Regions from separate parts of the Mus musculus genome. Here region 2 is linked to region 1. Evidence: chromatin contacts called from public ChIA-PET data. All regions are on one chromosome and are shown on one strand. The core of a region is the stretch at or near the end of the contact, and the rest is flanking DNA. Distances in the headings are between cores, read along the strand shown.

Region 1 (2,565 bases), core at 20-2,519:
AAACACAATCAGAATTTAAGTTTTGTTTGGAAACAGGAATACAGGAAGAAGGCTAAAGCAATCCTGGAAACTGGAGAAATGGCAGAAATTAAAATGAGAATGTTATGACACCCTCACAGTCAATAGGCATCACATTCTTCCCATTTCGCAGGGAAGGAGTTTCCCAAGAAGCTTTCAAATGGCAGGCCAGGATTTAGCTTCAGCAGTTCTTTTTTTGTTTTGGTTTGGTTTTTGGTTTGTTTTTTGTTTGTTTGTTTGTTTTTGTTTGTTTTTGTTTTTCGAGACAGGGTTACTCTGTATAGCCCTGGCTGTCCTGGAACTCACTTTGTAGACCAGGCTGGCCTCGAACTCAGAAATCTGCCTGCCTTTGCCTCCCGAGTGCTGGGATTAAAGGCGTGTGCCAGCCACCACGCCCGGCGCTTCAGCAGTTCTTGACCGAACACTTTGTGTTTCTTTTTGCAAAGCTTGCTCTCCCCTCCACCCCTAGTCAGCATGCAGCTCAAAGGCAGCATGGGATGCAGTTTGTTGATCATTCATAGTCCTTCTCACCTCTCCATCTCTGTCTTCAGAAAGATTCAAGTGAGGACTCACTTCTGGCGCAAACTGTTCCATCAGATGCAAAGACCGGAAGTCTCAAAAAGACCTTGAGGAGCAGACAACTTCCTCTGGTTAGTGCTGTGGTGAGCATTCCACCTCCTTCTCTAAAGCAAGCTACTAAATAACCTTGGCCCCCACTTGGTGCTCAGCCTCTTGCAGCAAGTCTCTACTTTCTTGACAAAAGGAGACTGGAAACTAAGACCTCTACAAAGCATAGCAATTTGCATTTGGTTTCCTCTGAGCATGGCAGACCAACACTGCACACCCACTCCCTATGCCTTTTTGTAAAAGCTGCATGTTCACATACACCCTGGGAACTTGGTGCTTGTGTTTTCTCACACTGCCTGCAGCTTGATTGCTACTCAGATCTCACATCCTTCATGTGGTCCAGCAGCTGCTGACTACTACTATATCCTGCTTCGTCTCACATGCAAGGACACTCGTGAGCTCTGTTGTGCAAACTAATATTTGTACTGGGATTATTTGGCAATAATATTAGCTCCAATAATCTTATTTAAGCCCTGCTCTTATCAACTATTTCCCTTGGCCTTTGTGATATCTGGGAGAGTCGTGTTGGGTATGAAAACCCTTTGGAGGGATGATTTCAGACAGGTTCATATGGTTCAGCCCCCTCCACCCATCAGCAAGGCACCCAGGAAATAACAAGCAGTGACGTAAAGATGTCTCAGAATAAGATGTAAAGATGTAAAGATAAAATATGGGGAAGGTTGACTCTTAGAAAATCGTGGAGCTGGAGAGATGGCCCAGTAGGTGAAGGTATTTATCACCAAACCTGACAGCCTTTGCTCAATCTCCAACCACTTGGTGGGAGGAAACAAAGAACTCCTAAAAATTGTCCTCGGACCTTCACATATGTACCTGTCATACATACATCCATATTCACCCATAAATAGCAATGGTAATTTTAAATTGTTAAAGTTTGTTGAGGAGGCTACAAGAGATTAGGGGTGGAGAAGATGGTTGAGGAGAATCTGCTAAAGCACTTTGAGAACACTAAAGTGACACCTAATATTTTGTATGCTAATTTAAAATTACATTTTAAAACGCTAAAATAAGTTATTTTTTTAAGTCTGATAAGAACAGCACTTAATGCTGAGGCTGTCCTTTATACATATCTTATTAGGATGTGTAGTTTCAAGAGTTCAGCTTACTCCGAAGGGCGTTCTCTCTCTGTGTCTCTCTGTCTGTCTCTCTGTCTGTCTCTCTGTCTCTGTCTCTCTCTCCTGTGTGTGTGTGTGTGTGTGTGTGTGTGTGTGTGTGTGTGTCTGTGTTTAGAACAGAGGACATATTTTGGTAGCTGGTACTTATTTCCATCTTGTTGAGGGTCTTTCAAGAATTCTAGTCTCTAAGCTAGCTGGCCCTGGTTTCTGCCTCTCATCTTGCCATGTGAGTGCTACATCTTAACATTTTTTTGTTTACGTGGGTTCCAGGGATCAAATTCAGGTTTTCATGTTTGTACAGCTAGAACTTTTAACTGTCTCTGGACCCCGAGTTTGGGGACAGGTATTGGTATTGGTACACTACCACCAATATGCTGTGCATCCTGAGAAGAGCTCAGGCTGGTCTCAAGCTCTCTATGGAGAGGGGAATGGTGTTTGAACTCCTGACTCTCCTCTTTTTACTTCCCAAGTGTTTGAATTAGTCATGTACTACCATAGCCTGTTCTTTCTTGTTTGTTTTTATTAATATGTGCTTAGGTGTGTCTGTGTGGAGGTATGCACTCATGAGTGCGGTGTCCATTGAATCAAGAAGTGGTCATCAGATCCCCTAAATCTGGAGTAACACATAGTTGAAAAGTGCCCAGTATGGATGCTTGGAACTGAACTCAGATTCTCTTCAAGAGGAACAAACATTCCTAACCACTCCACTGAGCAATCTCTCTGACCACTATTTCTTCTTTGTCAAGATAAGGTCTCATTTCATAGCCCAGGCTATCCTGGAACTCAC
Region 2 (2,565 bases), core at 31-2,530, 460 kb before region 1:
CTCAATTTCAACTTTTGGTTATTAAAACCTTGCTTTGGATCCATTTCTTTAGTGAAGGGCTTTTCTCCCTGCTTCCCAATCATCTACCTGTGTTAATGTCTCAACATAAATTTATGTTGCCACATGATCCACCCAGAACAATCCCAGAACATTACCTTGCTGATTGGCTTAAACCTCACAGCTGTCCTGGCTCCAATAGCATAGCCTTTCGTACTGGTTGGGACTTTCGATAGATTATATGCCAAACCATTCCACTTCCAGTGGAAGGAAGAGAACGAAGGCGGGGTGGGGTGGGGGGTGGGGTGGGCGTGGGGTTGGGGTGGTGGTGGTGCGGTGGTGGGGTGGGGTGGAGAAAGAAGAAAAGCATCAGAATTAGTAACACAATCCTAGAACGGCCTTCAAAGTGGAGTGAATACAGAATGTGTAAACTTCTCTGCAAGACATGGCCTTCCCCCACCTTGTCTTGGTTCTTTTATAGTCAAAAGCATAGAGTTCAACAAATGACACAAGTGACTTTGCAAAGAGGTGTGGCTGGACAGACAAACACATGAATTTCTGTGTATCCCAATGGCTTCAGTCTTTAGAGCTGTCAACAACTGAATTTACTTTTATGGAAGAGTCAGCCTGAAGATTGTACTGACTGACAGCTCAAGAGGGCGCTGGAAGTGAAGACAGGGAAGGGATTATATGAAGACAAGCTTGCGTTTAGTGGGGGATGGAAAGTGGCGAACTATCGTAGTTTACACATAGGCTCTACAGCTTGTCTCATATTGGGACCCAGAAATTAAAGTTACACATAGAGCAGTTTTTCTCCCAGAACACCTATGCATCCTGCTGTAGACAGGAAACTGAGTCCCACCCAAGGGGAAGTGAATACTTACATCTGTTGCTGCTGCATAACACCCAGGGCCTGTGTGGGGCATTCCCCTAAGAGGGAGATACAGGTTCCCCAGCCAGGTTGGGGGATGGTAGTGAGGAAAGAGTTTCCTCGCTTGACGTGTTCCAAAGGAGTAATTATTCACCTTCCCTAAAGATCAAGAGAAGAAACTCCAGGTGAGCACGTGGGTGGAGGGAAGCATGGGGCAAGGGGACCGTGCTGCCAACTCTTACATTGTAAAGCAGGTGTAACTCCACGGAGCGGAGGAGCAACCGGTATTTCCTCCGTGTTCATCTCTCCTGCTCTTCTTACCCTTCTTCTGCTGTCTGCTCTGTAAATCTCTGCTACTCTCCTTACCTATTCTGCTGAAGCACATCCTGCAGGGTGCTAGGATTAGCTCTGTGTACTACGTTGCCAAGGGAACGGAACCGCGGAGAGCTCTGAGCGCGCCTGCGCAGCAGGTTGCTCAGGACACAGGTCAAGTTACATCTAAGCTTTGAGGCTCTTAACTCTAGAGGGTGGCACCAGCTAGGCACCAGGTGGAAGGGCTACATGGGTGAGTGTGTGGAAAACTTCTTTGGAAAAGTCCACGAAGAATACACTGCTGTAAAGGTAGGTCTATGGGGCTCAGATCACCCTAGGTCTGGACTCCGGGGACCAGAAAAGGAGAAAACTCTGTGCTGACAAGTGAGGAAGATTGTGCCTCTGAACGATGCCTGGAGCAGAGGACTGTGGGGCAGGTGGGTGTTGAGATTGCGCTGACAGCAAGGACCCCATCAGGTCCATTTTAGATCCGTTTTTCTTTTTCCTCAAGTCTGAGATCGTGTGTGTGTGTGTGTGTGTGTGTGTGTGTGTGTGTGTGTGTGTGTGTGTAGGGGTGCAGGGGTAGGAGAGCGCAGGAACGTGTGGGTAGGAGGCTTTCAAAAGCTAATGGCTCTCAGTGGAACACTAAGAGTGCATTTGCATTGTTGAAGAGCTTAATAATTTAACATTTTTGTAAGTCTCAGTATCCTCATAATTCTACTGACAGGTTTGCTGAGTGTTTTAAGGCTGTGGAAGCAAAACCACACAGTGTGTACTTCCTAGCAGTTGTCAACGTAAAAGGTTTTCATCACATAGATAACAGCCAACTAACCTTTGAGCTTTTTCATACTACTGAGAGAAAGAACATCAGAATGTTTGTTATTAAACTTTGTCCTGTGCAGAAACAAGAACTTTTCTCCCCTGTGTTTTAGGGTAGCTTTACGACTTGTCCAGGTATAGGAGGTAACAAGACACACTGTCTGGCCCATGCTGCTGTGTGTCTTCCTTCCTCCCTCCCTCCCTCCCTCCCTCCCTCCCTCCCTCCCTCCCTTCCTCCCTCCCCCCCCCTCTCTCCTTCCTTCCTTAGATTATTTTTTAGATTTTTTTATTAGATATTTTCTTTATTTACATCTAACCCTTTACTAGTTTTCCCTCTGAAAATCCCCTATCCCTTCCCTCCTCCCCTGCTCCCCAATCTACTCACTCCCATTCCTGGCCCTGGCATTCCCCTATACTGGGGTATAGAACCTTCACAGGACCAAAGGCCTCTCCTCCTATTGATGGCCAACTGGTCCATTCTCTGCTACATATGCAGCTAGAGCCACGAGTCCCACCATGTGTTTTCTTTGGTTGGTGGTTTAGTCCCTGGGAGCTCTGGGGGTACT

What was found. ChIA-PET counts read pairs in DNA pulled down with a chosen protein or histone mark.
Region 2: a contact with region 1 is called in an RNA polymerase II ChIA-PET map of memory CD8 T cells, with 114 read pairs. The contact joins the promoter of Pifo here to the enhancer-like site in region 1. A contact is called at or near these places in 20 of 39 promoter capture datasets (the 3T3-L1 cell line, the C10 cell line, the HPC-7 cell line and 12 more), 1 of 15 datasets of contacts at CTCF or cohesin (the NIH/3T3 cell line), 44 of 484 Hi-C or Micro-C datasets (the 3T3-L1 cell line, 3T3-L1-derived adipocytes, the AML12 cell line and 33 more), 9 of 115 datasets of contacts at active chromatin or transcription factors (T-cell acute lymphoblastic leukemia, bone marrow-derived dendritic cells, effector CD8 T cells and 5 more) and 3 of 9 other capture datasets (adipose tissue, liver and pancreatic islet).

Annotation. Positions count from the first base shown.
Region 1 is chr3:106,461,447-106,464,011 of GRCm38.p6, forward strand. No RefSeq gene overlaps it. Among named protein-coding and RNA genes, the nearest start is that of 2010016I18Rik, 23 kb to the right of the region's middle. Within about 2 kb of position 1,270, at least 74 of the 459 cell types and tissues checked have an H3K27ac peak or open chromatin away from gene starts, as enhancers often do. A contact at or near this core is called in B cells, CD4 single positive thymocytes, CD8 T cells and 10 more, where this site is marked.
Region 2 is chr3:106,000,217-106,002,781 of GRCm38.p6, forward strand. Pifo (primary cilia formation) reads right to left here and starts at 1,281. Exons shown (of 6, transcript NM_029604.3): 1 at 1,111-1,281; 2 at 882-1,027; 3 at 156-254. The coding sequence starts at 1,171.